Linked DNA regions of Anser cygnoides: region 1 is linked to region 2. A link is a contact called in public Hi-C data. All regions are on one chromosome and are shown on one strand. The core of a region is the stretch at or near the end of the contact, and the rest is flanking DNA. Distances in the headings are between cores, read along the strand shown. Region 1 overlaps PLD1 (phospholipase D1). Region 2 holds the start of PLD1 (phospholipase D1).

Region 1 (6,539 bases), core at 321-2,820, 38 kb before region 2:
GACCAGCAGTGAGGGCATGCCCCGAGCGACGGTCTCCAAGATGAACACGTCGTTTTTAATTACGTGTCGGTAGTGCTCAGGGACAGTAATTAGTCTTGATTAGCCTCAGTCTTTAAATGTTGTCAAGATAAAAACGTGGAAACGATAGCCTTAAAATATCGCAAAACTGCCATCAGAGCAGCACAGCAGTTCATTCATACGCAGGACAAGATCCAAACAGCGTGGACCTGTGAAATGTGTGAGTATGTGAAAAAACAAAACAAAACAAAACAAAAACTGTCCTTTTCTGGGGCTCAGCCTCATTTTTTCCTGGAAATCCCTCCGGCAGATTTCTTTTCCTTCCCCACGTCCAGCTCCAGCTTTGGGTTTGCTCCGTAATACCATCCCTGTCTGACACCTTCGCCTGGAGCCCTGCTATTACTTTGTGGTCGCCATCCACCACCAAAGGTGTGCTGCTGGCTGTAGCCCAGCTGAGGGCCTTCGGGGGGCAATTAATTTCCCTAACAGCTGGGGCAGCGACCCAGCAGGGAAGGCTGGGCACTGCCAACCCCTCACCCCAAGCACCACAGCAGAGTCAGTGCAGCTTCATCTCTCACTCCTGGAGACCCATCCTTTCCAGACGGAGTGCTTTAAATGAACTGCTTTAAACCTACGCTGCTTTGCTCAGGAGAAAATGTCGTGAGCTACTCGCAGCCCCACCACCAAGAGCTCCGTTCTCCTTCCTCTCCCCTCAGCGACATCTCACACAGCAGTGCCAAGTGCTGTGCCAGGTTTGTCATCTCCAGCTCCTCTAACTGACACAAGAGTAATAAATTTTCAGCTTGCTCTGGGCTAAATCATAAATCCTGGACAATGCAAGCTCTCCCGCAGACTTCAAAGAGGTGTGGTGGGCTTTGGTCATGGACAGGGCACTAAATCTTCATTGCACTTACATCACGAGCTGGATATTGCCTCACCGCGCCACGTCTTCTGCAGCGCTATCTTTGGCTGATAACTGCAAGCGCTAGAATGGAAATAGAGAAGGGAACAAACTGGCACTGCCTTTGGCAGCAGGCCTTTTGAGTCTTGCAAAACCCGTGTGCAATCGCAGCGTTACTGTGAGCAAAGCCCCAAAGTTCAGACGCGAGAGGATGACGGATTGTGCCTGAGCTCCCAGCCCACACCTCCACGGCGCTGCCCACGCGCTGCACTCAGCCCCTCTGCCCACGCGGGAGCTCTGCCAGCACTGATCCTGCCCACCCTGCCTTCTAAAAACCCTCCCTAAAATGCACTTTCCTGCTCCTCTCTGCAAAGGAGAGCAAAGCCAGATGGTACAACGAGGTCAGAGACTGTTGACGACAGGTCAGCGGCGCAGTCCAGCAGTACCAGTGCAATCCCCACAGATCCTTTGTGTTTTCTCTGCCTCTGATCTGCCCACAATTGAAGACAGATTTGCAGACAGGCTCAGAAACAAGAAAACCCTCAGCCAGATATTCTACAGCCACCCCACACCCAGGGACACTCGGGGCAGTAACTTCTGCTCTGACATTTGCCTGTACAGCCCCTACCCAGCACCAAGGCAGGATAACGTGGGCTTGGCTGGTGTCTGAACAAAGGATTCAATATCAGGACCCTGAGGGGCCTCTAAAAGCTGCAACGGGGCATAAATTATAAATGAGCGAGGTGGTTTCAAATTAATAATTCACAAGACAAACCTGCTCTCTTTTCTCTATTTGCAGCATCAGTGAGAGCGGCCCGCAATTTCCTGGAACTGCCAGTTACTTGCCATGCCCCCAAAACATCGCGACGAGGCTGCACATCACCAGGTAGCGCTAGCACCCAGGGCAGGCAGCAGTCACCGTGTTGGCACTGGGGGCTCGATGCACATCTCCTCCTCCTCCACCACGGGCTGATGCGCTCAGCCAGCAGCCCTGAGGCATGGGGCCCAAGGAAAGTCAGAGCTGGGGCTGTGCTCAGGGTGGTTTCTCCTCTGGGAGCTGCTTCCAGCTTTGCAATCAGCAGAGCCTAACTTTGGGGCCCATCATTTAAAAGCTGAGTCTTATCTTGAGGTTCGAATGTGTGCTCTGGGGAAACAAACCCCCTTGCTTCCGTGAGAGCCAAGTTTCCAAAGAAGCTGGTGTCACGGACACAGCCGGGGAGGTATTGCAGCCACAGAGAAGCATGATGATGCCTGGAGTGAGACCATTTCTCAACAAGCTGCAAACGTTGTTTTGGCATTTGATGTGAAATGCTCAAACCCGTTTGCATGAGACAAGGATGACACACACTCCCGTGCTGGCCACCCCTCACACCACGTGGCAAGGCACAGACAATGCCCTGGCAGCCCACAGACTCAGAAAAATGCATCTTGTTACACCAAGCTTCCCCAAGCGCTGCTGTCATCTGGGTGGACGACTCCTTACGAACAGCAGAGGCATGCATTTTTCCTGGTTTTGGTCTAAGCCATTTTATTTCATGCATCTCTTGTCCACAGAGGCACCCTATTGCCTTGCTGCTTCAGCGTAACTGTTTTGGCTTTCTGTTCCTCAACAAGTTTCTGCTGGTTAACGCTTGTATTCAATATTTGCACCAAAAATAGCTAACAGCTTTTAAATACAGCTCTTTGCAATCCTGACTGTGAGGATGACTGTCAGAAACAAGACTGGGCTGAGTGTGCAGAGGACCCGTAGGACTTAGCGGCTACATAACAAAATGCAGATGAAGTTCAACATAGGAAGCAACAGCCATGAGACTCCTCTTAATCCTTGGCTTTAACTGACCCATCAGGACAAGGCATTGGGAGCCTGGCAGACATCTCTGAGAAAATCTGGGATAAGCACTCAGTGGCCAGCCCTGACCCACCCAGGACACAAAACCAAATGCTGGGCATTAGAAGAAGAGCAGCAGAAAACAAACCAGAAAACTACACAGCTGTAAAAGTCATGGTGCTTCCATAACTTGAGTACCACATGCTGTTCAGCCCTCTTATCCCCAAAGATGGAGGCATAAATTAACGCATCTTTTTTTGAAGAGTCGCATTATTCTATCGTAATTGAAGATCTGACCACCTATGCCACGAGCTAAATTAAGTAGGAGTTTTTCATTTTATAATTTTAAGTGGTGATACTTCCTTCTGGCAAGATGGAGAAAGCTCTCTCAGGGGGAGATGAGCAGGAGACCATCAGCACCCACCTGGACGGTGGCATGAACAGCCTCAGGCACCTGGTACTTCAGTTCGTTGGCAGTTTGCTGAGTCTTTGGCAACAGGAATGGGTAGGACAGGGATCGGTATTTGGGCTTCATGATCTGCCAGGGGGGAAAAAGAAAAGAAAAAGTCCTTGAAGAGACTGAAACAGAGCAGAGTAACACACAAACGAAAGCAAGCATGCCTGTGGAGGGCAGGTGGACGAGGCACGCTGAGCGGGGCTGCATGCCGTGCTGCCAGCAGCAACGCCCCCTCCCCACCTTGGTGAAGTTCCAGCGCTGGATGAAGTGCCGGGCCACGTCGCGCGCCGCTTTGCCGTGCACCACGGAGGAGATGTCATGCCAGGGCATCCTGGGGGTGGTGTATCTGTCAATGAAGTCTGCGGGACAGGAAAGCACATTTGGACCTCTTCAGACAAAGGACACAAACGGGGAAAACCGCGGCATCCCCCTCCTCAAACTAAAGCCCTCTGGGACGTGGCACCAGGGGCTGTGCAGGCTGATCTGGACGCACCGTGCAGTCACCCACAGTCACATCCAGGGACCGTCAGAGCAGAGCTGGCCCTTTCCAAGGGAGCTTTGCTGCTGCTTCCCAGCAGCCAAACCCAAACGGTCTCATGACTTCCAGAGGCACTTACCGGCAAAAGGTTTGTCAAGCTGAACCCAGTCTTTAAAGACGAAGTTGCAGTAGTCTTTGCCGTGCCAGAACCTGGTTTCCCCGAGCAGCTCGCCAACACCCGTCTTCAAGCTGCGGATGGATCCTTTATCTGCCACGGGCAAACAAAACAAAAACACACACTCCAAAGTCATGGCTGTCCCTCGCACAGCACTGGTGACAGACCCACAGAAAAGCACCGGTGGGACTTGCCAGTCCCGGTCAGCTGAGGCCATTTTCTCCCTAGTCTTTCAGTTGCTTTCAGAGAGGCATTTTAGTATTTCTTCTTCCCATTTTAATATTTGTTATATGACCAGGACAGGCTGTATATATCTGAGTGTGTTATGGAACCAAAATGCTGAATTCTCTCTACACTGGGCCTAAAAATTACCCCGTAATTATTTGTCTTTCCACCTAAATGTTACCATGGGGGAGTCCACTCCCAGCTGTGACTGACCTTAGTGGATCTGTGTACAATAATGTCACGTATATCATCTACCAAATGTGTTTTACAATGCTAACTCCAACTTTTCTGCTAGATGGTTTGAGTTTCACTCTACAGTAGGGTGTATTGCCTGTAATATAAGCTAGTCTTTATTAACTAGAATGCAATGATTTAAAAGTTTCCTCATTAAATATTGTGGTTTGGTTTTTGTTTTTGCTTTTCAGATAACAATGTCATCTTTTGATATAATTTGATATGTTGGGCAAATGAATCTAGAATTCCAAACTGATGGTGATTAAAAATAGTCTAAAATGTCAAGGACAGGGATATTCCCCTCCTAACAAAATTTCTTTTCCAGAGCTCATATGCTGAGTGCAGGGTGAACTCTTTTTCCTTCCCCTAAGCAAACCAGCAATGTGGGCTTATACCACAGACATTTGACTAGCATTATTTCCTTAGCCTGAGAGCAGCCTTCACCTAGCGTATCAGACACTGGTGCCACAATTACACAGTAACGTGTCCATCGCAGAAGTCTTCTCCCAACCCAACCACATCACCAGTAACCACAGCAAACCCCTTCCAATACGCACTAAGCCCAGGGTACACAAAGCAAGCCCTGCCAGCACTGTCACGACTGCTGCCGAGCCGAGCCGAGCCATGCCAGGAACGCCATGCAGAGGCATGCAGCACGGCCGCCGCACGAAGCACGAGTGTAGTGAGAGTCCAGGTGGAGCTGGGGAATCGCTGCCCCTGCACGCTCCGATGGGATGGATGGGGCATGCTGCCGAGTCAAGATGCACTTCACGGCCTGAGCTTTGGTGACAGCACTTCGACTCATGAATGAGCATGAGGTGACCACAGTGGGGATTGCACTCCATTTCCACGGGAAGCAAAGGCAGCTGTTCCTTGTTACATGCCACTACTCTGTAATAACCATTTTAAAATTGGCGACTCAGGCCTTACAGGGAGATACTAAGAGGAAAGCGTTGAAGAGCTGCTCCTCATTCTGTACTGAAACTCAACAGTGTCTAGATGGGGTACTGCATTTAGAAAGCCCTTTCAACAGCACCTTTTGTCATCAGTCCAGAGACCAGAGATCAGAACAGCTCAGTGCTCCTGACTACCCAGCTCCTTTCTCAATCAAGGATGCTTTCACAGGCTTTAGTAAGAGCCAGAACGGGGGCCCAAGTCTTCTTCATCCAAGCATAGGTCTGGCAGCTGCCACCTTGCTGTTTTTCCCCTCTCTGGGTTTGCCCTCCTGCATTAGGCTCACTTTGAAATATCCAATGCAGCAGTCCCCATTTCCAGTAACAAGCCCCTTCCTTTACGGGAAGAGAGCTGCTGAAAAAATCATATTCCAGAATCAGAGCTAGTTTCTCAGCTGTTCCCTGACATTAGTGCAATTAAAAAAATTATTAATTTTAAATGATTTTTTTTTGTATTATGCTGCAGGTTTTTAAACACCTGAAGAAGACGTTTCTGTGAGGATGTCTTTGGAGGGGTGATAAGGATGAGACAAGAAGCAGCACAGGCTGATCCTGGCACCCAACCTAACTCTCACCGTAGCTACAATGCAAAAACATCAGCAGCTGAAGCCTGAAGGGGGCTGCACCTCTGCCTTCCTCCACTTACCCTCCTGAGGCTCAGCGAGCCCCTGTTTGGATTCAGTGTGGTGATGGAACATTCTCAGGTGGGGCTTTAAACTCTGGATTAAATTCGGTTGACTCCTAGGGGAGTTACAGTAACCTGCAGAAAGTCAAGATGCTCTATTTATGGCAAAAATGCACATCCACTTCTGCTACACCGGGTCCTGCTCCTGCCTTATGACACCTTGCATGATAGAAGTCCAAATGAGCTGTCAGTTTGCTGAAATTACAAGTGACAACATGCAAAGAACCAAGTTCAAGACCCAGCTGGGTTTAAACCGAACACGTAGCAATGACTTTGCTACCTCAGCATACATCCTGAGCAACCAAACAATCCTGTGACCAACCCAAACTATGCTCCAGCAAAGCCTCCTCCAGCCAGGGGAAGGAGAAAACACTGCTAGGAGTGATGAAAACTCAGGTAAGTTCCCACCTTGAGCATTTACAGCGTCAGGAGTGAAGGACTTCCAGCAACAGATTTCAGGAAGAACTCCGTGATGGAATAAATGTCACTCTGACCCTTGTAATTTTAGCTTTGGAATTGCTTTTTATGTGGGGAATTAAAAGCTGCATTCAAATATTCAACTGCTGAATTGTCTCTCACCTCTAT
Region 2 (6,737 bases), core at 1,572-4,071:
GAAAGCTCTGAATCCTGAAGGCACAAATATATATATATATATAAAACACAATTTATGATCTGCAAACCCATGCTTTTACCTCCTCCACGCCCCCCTGGGAGGCAGGGGCTGGGCACGTGTCCCCTACCACGAGGGCATCGGCTGCCTCCCACCACCCTGGACACCCTGTGTCGAGTGGGTGGGAGACACACGCACAGCATGGTGCGTGTTTTGGAGAGAAAAGCTGGGAAACGGAGCTTTTTTCCCCCACTCCCTCTGCTTTCCAGGGTGCCTGCACGCAGGGAGCTGGTACGGGCATCTGGCAGCCGCCCACGGGGCCCTGGCAGCAAGCAGCAGGGCAGAGGTGCCCAACCAGATATCTGTTAAAAACAAACTACGTGCAGATATATAAGATAACACGTAATAAATATATAAGGATGTATTTTCTGTCTGCACGCATCTCCACCCTGCAGCTCGGCGGGGCCAGCTCGGGCCGCCCGGCAGCAGGGCACACACAGACCCGCTGGGCTGCGTGCCAGCCCCTCGCACATCCCACGTCCCAGAGGGCGCAGGAACGGCGCGGCAAGCAGCACCTGAACACCACCCGAAATACCAAAACAGCCTTCTTTTCAGCAGAAAAGCTCGGCAAGGTTTGGGGAAGGGGAGGCAAAAAGAATGAAACCGCGGCTTCCGTCAGCCCCAGCCGTGACCAAGTCTCTTTCGGTCCCTGCAGGAGTTTTCACAGCTCAGGACAGGCGAGAGCAAGTTAAAAACACACCATGGGTTGTCAGACAATGGGAGGAAATGGCGTGAAGGGCTGGCTCCTGCCCTCCTCACTCTGCAGAAGCCTCGACAAGCAGCAGGTAACCGCTGCCACAAGACGCTCCGGCAAACCAATGCCCGGAGAAGCTCAGATTGCTTCCCGGGGACTGATGTAGGTCCCCGGTAAAACACTGGTTCCCACTCAAACCAGTTTTTAAAATCATCCTTATCTTTTAAATGACTTCCTTCAAAACAGCCGTGCTGGTGTGGAGCTGGAAAGCCACCTGTCTGCAGCAAAGCTGGCAGCAGACGGGAGCCGCTGGTGGCAGCGCGGTGCTGCCCGCAGCCCGCTCGCTGGGCAGAGCCGGAGCAGAGCGATGCAGGAGGCTGTATGAGCATCAGGGACTGGCATTCACTTTGCCATTCCACTTCCCGGGAACACAATTTGTGGCAGTACTGGCAGCGAGTGTTATTTCCCCTGATATTTCTTTCCCTGAAGGTTTGCTGGCTTGCTTTAAATCAATTAGCAGAGAAAGAGTAAGTGGAAAAAACCAAGTTCGGTCCATGCCTAGCAAATAAAGGGGGCACGACCACACTTCTTTGCAGAGATTTTCAAGGAAGACGTTTCTCAAATCACGTCCTGAGAACAGACCCACTAAAACACCAGATCCTTCCTCTCCTGCAGACACACCTGCAGTCTAAAGAGCACCTCATAAATTACAGGGGATAACAAAGTCAAGTTGACACAGGCCTTTACAATCTGCTGTTAGCAAAAGTAGTAAAAATTTCCAGCTGAGGCATGTGATTGCAGGCCGCTCCACAACAGGGTGATTTCACCAGCAGAGATCACCTACCTCAGACTTAGGAATTTGTCCTTCATTTATTTATACGTAAAACCATATCCTCAGCAGCTAAAAGTGGCAGCTCTGATCCTGGGAAACTCTTCCCCAGCCACGAGAGCTGCCCGTGTCCCCCTGCCCCTGAGCTGGGGCTCCTCGCAGCCGAAACAGCACCAGGGGGGCCCAGGAGAAGTCCCTGGGGTGTTTTTTTTTTTCCAGACCAGAGCCTCGAAACCAACTCTCAGTAGTCCTGAAGGAGGATGCTAGGTACCTGGACGAAATTGAACGTGCACACGGGTGGTTTAGCGAGACCCTTCAGCCTTCCCCACGTGAGCTGAGCCTGGGCAGAGGAGAAGCGTGCTGCCGGGAGCCGCCCGGCTTTGGGACGCGCTAGCCATCCCCGGGGATGAAAGTCCCCGGTCACCTGCGAGCCACTCTCACGGGCACACGCTGTCAGACACCAGCGGCTGCACGGGGTGGGGAAATAGGATTTTTTTGGGCCATTCAAGCCCCTTGAATCGGCGTCTCCCCTCCGGGCTGCCCGGGAGCAGGGCGCGGTGGCTCCCCCGGCGCGGTGGGCGCCAGCCCCGGCCTCGGGCAGCCCAAACGCGGCCGGGACGAGCGAGACTCAGCCAGCCCCGACGGCCCCAAAACCCACCCGGGACCTCGGGGCCGGCCTCGGCCGTGTCCCGGGCCCGCTCCCAGGCGTTTCGGGGCTCCAGATGTGCCCCGAGCCGGGCAGGAGCGCGGCGATGCGGGCGGGCACCGGAGCTGGAGGCGACAGCGCGGCCACCCGGGTCCCCACCCGGGTCCCCACCCGTGTCCCGAGCCCTGTCCCGAGCAGTCCCGAGCCCTGTCCCGAGCCCTGTCCCCACCGCCCCCCGCTGCAACCCCCCCCGCACCAAGGCGCCGCAAGCCCCCTGCAAGCCCCGGGAGCGAACTTTGCAGCCACGGGGAGACCCCCACGGGCGGCGCCCCCCGGCTTTAACCCCCCTACCCCATAACCCCCTTTCCCCTCAGCCCCCCGTACCCTCTAACCCCCCCTCTAACCCTCCCTTGTCCCCCCCCCCGGTCCCCACCAACCTCGTGCCCCCGGGGGAGCGGCGGCCTCATGGTGCCCAGTCCCGGCTCGGGGCCGCGCCGCAGCCCCCAAAAACCCAAAACCAGCAGCCTCAAAACCCCAAAGGCAGCAGCCCCAAGCCCAGGGCCGGCTCCCCCCGGGCGGGGCGAGGCGAGCCCCAGCCCCAGCCCCAGCCTATAGCGGCCACTTGCGGGGAAACCACTCCCCGTGCGCCGGGACAGCGCCGGGGGGGGGCTGCTGCTGGCGCTTCGGGGCGGGGAGACCCCTTGTCATGGGGGGGGGGGTAATTAAAAGGAGCGCTTAATTGGGAGGGGGGGCTGCTTGGGCATTCCCCCCCAGCACGGGGACGCAAAGCTCGCCTTCCTTCTTCCCCTTCCGCAGCCAGTTTGGGCAGGGGAAGGAGGCTTGCCCCCCCCCCACTAAGGAATTGGGTTTGGCACGGGGGGCACAAGCGCGTGCACACCCAGGCTGAATGAAACGCAGCGGTGCCACCGTTAGCGCTGCACAACTTAAGGATCACATTAAGGTCACATTCTGCGTGGGTCTGAGCGGTACGCGGCTGCAAACCCTGCGTTTCTCACGTCGCTTCCATCCACAAAGCCCTCGCTAATCACAAAGGCGCAGATTTTGTAGGAACAGGGAAAAAATTTTTGTGCTCAAGAGAAGCACCGAGCCGACACGCGGAGAAGCGACACCCCTCCGCACGCTGGGCAGCTCGGGCAGCCCCGCACGCTGCCCCAATCCTGGCTGCAGCCCAGCTCCCAGCCCTGCAGCCGTACGGGGGGCGTCCCGGGGGCTTCTTCCAGGGAATTCAGCGCTCCCACTTCTGCCCCTACGGCAAGGCTTCGGTGCGGTTGTGATGGTTTTCTTCCTTAAAGGATTTATTTTGTTTTGTTTTATTTAAGTAGCAAGGAACTGAGCCGTGCCCCTCAGACCCAGACGGATAAATAACCCAACTTCAGGTACAGATAGTGCCCTGGCAGTGCGATATTGAAGCGTTCCCACGTTCCCCAGCACAGCTCCAGGCTGGGCCACCAGCACCAGCACCGTTTCCGAGCCCACCTGCCCCACGTCCGCTCCGTCTGTCCAGGCGGGGTTTGCTCTGGCTCGGCTGACTTTCTGCAAACACCGTGAGTGCCGCCCTTGGCACTTAAAATCACACTCAGAAATCTGAGCCGGCTGCCCGAGAGCGCCGCAGCACGGCTCGTCCGCTCCCAGGGCGCTGAGCCCGGGCAGGGCCGCGCGCAGCACCTGCGGAGAGCGCCTCGCCGCTCTTCCCAGCGCCTTCCCTGAGCCAGGGGCAACCCACGGAGCGCATCCCGGGCAGAGGCCTCCTAAAACACCCCGGGGAAACGCAACGGTGTCGGGCGACCACAGAACGGGCGAGGCTGGGATTTCTTTTGCTCTCTGTTCCCACCTGACTTTCGGTCTCCAGAAGCTTCCCCACAGCTCTCTGAGGACGCTGGCCACCGTCACAGGGGATGCCAGCTTCGCTCATCTACCGCGAGCCGCTGGTGCCAGGAGCGCACTGCGTACGGGTCACACAGGGAGCGATGCGGCTGGGTCCTGGAAAAACCAAGGTGACAATGTTAGCAACCTTTGCTTTCCTTTACTTTTTTTTTTTCTGCATTTTATTCATGTCTCTCCTTCTCTTTAAATTTTTTTGTTGTTGTGCCTAATGAGTTGGCCCGAAGTGGGGATGCGTAAGGCACAGAGACATCTGCAGAAGGGCTTTTCGAGGACTGCTGAGAGCCTGCGCTGCTGCCCACCAAACCCAACCCTCCAGCTGAAAGACCGCCCAGGAGAAGGAATGGGGATTATTACTATTCATTTTTTCAGATGAGGCCCCCGACCCCAGTCTCACTCACCGCTTGGCACCACAGACAACGGTGGTGGCCAACGAGGGGAGGGGAGGAAGCCACAGTCTTGCACCTGGAAATGCAGTCTCCCCTCCACCCTTGGGCAAAAAGCAGTTTTGCCCAGGCGCTGGCACACAGGAGGGTGCCCCACTCCTCAGCCATTTCGGAGGAGTCCTGCTTGGGATTGCCCTGACTCGGTGAACGCAGATACCACCCGAATACAGGCATTCACCCGCCTAATTCTTCTCACCAGGGTGCTTTCCCCGAGTGAAATGACCACAGCTACACCAGTACGATCCCCAGAGCTGTGTTATTCACGGTGTCACAAACGCCAGGCTGTTTCCCCAGCCCGGGGCAGCCAAACAGCCACACTTCAGCTGCAACTGCTCACAGCAGCCGACACTTTCTAGGTTCAGCAAAGTGTCAAAGACGGCGAAAACACACAAACAAAGGAAAAAGCCATCTATCTCTTGAGCCGAGCACTCTTCCGCCCGTCCTTCTTGGCTGCAGCCAACCTGGAGGAGCCTTTTTCCTCCCTGCGTTTCCTCCGCGCCTGCACGGACCTCGCAGGCACCAAGCACGGGGGATGCTGGTGCCGGTGCCTGTGCTGTGCCACGGGGGGCTGCCTTCTCCTGGCCCTGAGCTCAGCTGGGCAGGAACTCGGGGCGCTGCTGGGGCCGTGCTGCCTGCCCAGGGGCCATCTGCCAGCCGGGGGGACCCTGCTCCCCTCTGCCAGCTCGCCCAGCGGTCTCTCAGCCTCCGCGTGTATCGCAGGCACGTGCGGCGCTGCGGTCCTTCAGGACACCGGGGTTATTGTGCCTCGCTAGGAGCTGAACCAGGAGCTGAAAATGTGGTTTTCGGTGGGCATTTCAGAGCAACGCACTCAGAAAGGAGAGCGGCACGTCCCCACGAGGTGCTGCGGGACGGAGCTGAAAACAGCCAAGTACTTTTTTCTTCTCCTCCCCCATCCTTCAGGGAAAACAATTGCCATCCTAACTTTGGAGGAAGAGGCAGGGGAGGAAGTTTGAGCACTTAGCCCTGGCAGCCGGCCTGGCCACGGTGCCTCCTGGGACTTGTAGTCACATCTTCTCATGCCCGAAGCGCTGGCTGTGGCGCGGCCCCGCAGAGCAGCGAGGCTCCCCACGACACCGCGGCAGCAGCGGCAGCCCCGTCCCTGGGCAGGGGACAACCAGGGGACAGCGGGACCCCTGGGCTTTAGCTGCTGCGAGATGGCTCAGCGGCTGCCCAGGATCCCAACATGATCGGGCTTGGCCGGGATATTTCAGTTTTCTTTCACAGCCTCCCCCTCTCGCAGAATTCCCATGGAAACAAAAACAAAGCTCGCGCTGTTTGGGTATTTTTTTTTTTTTGCCTCTCAAGGGGGAAGCGTGAATGAAATTGGTAAGGGAAAAAGAACTCGGAAACTTGCAGTGGGGCAGGGCCAGCCTCGGCTGTGCAGGTCCCAGGGTGCACCATGCGGCCCAGGCACGGTGTGGCCGGGGTGGGAAGCGGGAGCTGCCGTGCGCAGTGCTCCCGGTGCGCGCGGAGGAATGCCAGGCACGTCAGCGTGCGCAGCACGGTATCTGGAGGAAGGAGAGAGTGCAAAGCAGCTCCGTATGGTGTTAAGCTACGACGCACGCCGTCTTGCTATTTAAAGCCGCGCGGCGGCATGAATGACAGGTTTGAGGGAGCTCAACAAGTCCGTCCGAAAACAACCCGCGCCGTCCTCCCCAGCACCGGGGCTGGGCACAGCTCTTCCTGCCGTCCCACTCCCACACAGCACGACGTGACCCACCTTCACCTGCTGGAGGACGGCTGTCCTGCTCTGGGAAGACATCCAGGTGACCGCAGGGAGCAGCGTCACAGGGCCCAGAGCAGCTTTGGGACCGGCTGCCACCTCCCCTTCCCCTTCCCGAATGGGAACTGGTGCCGGGGACACGCCTGGCTGCGCTGAAGTTAGGGGTTTTGCTAGGGGGTTTTGAAGTCAGGGGGTTTTGCCCTCCCTCCCCTGCCCACACCACAAACTGCGTCCTGCCAGGAGGCAGCAAGAAAAAGCAAGATGCAACCCGTGGCCAGGGCTTGGGGCATGCCTCGGTTTGCCCTTGCCTGCACCAACAGCCTCGTTTCTCGTGGGTTCTGAGACGTGGCTCGGTGCATGGGTGAATTACCCCTGTTGTCATTCATCCATAGCAGGTTGTCAAGGAGGTACATCATTAC

What was found. A called contact is a pair of places that touch in the nucleus more often than the background predicts.
Region 1: a contact with region 2 is called in a Hi-C map of liver, with 1.8 times the contacts expected there. The contact joins the enhancer-like site here to the promoter of PLD1 in region 2. A contact is called at or near these places in 3 of 7 Hi-C or Micro-C datasets (all in liver).

The regions. Positions count from the first base shown.
Region 1 is chr9:21,816,827-21,823,365 of Taihu_goose_T2T_genome, reverse strand. PLD1 (phospholipase D1) reads right to left here. Exons shown (of 27, transcript XM_048059580.2): 16 at 5,916-6,029; 17 at 3,822-3,950; 18 at 3,445-3,563; 19 at 3,172-3,285. Among named protein-coding and RNA genes, the nearest start is that of TNIK, 31 kb to the left of the region's middle. Within about 2 kb of position 1,570, at least 2 of the 3 cell types and tissues checked have open chromatin away from gene starts, as enhancers often do. A contact at or near this core is called in liver, where this site is marked.
Region 2 is chr9:21,779,726-21,786,462 of Taihu_goose_T2T_genome, reverse strand. PLD1 (phospholipase D1) reads right to left here and starts at 2,821. Exons shown (of 27, transcript XM_048059580.2): 1 at 2,664-2,821.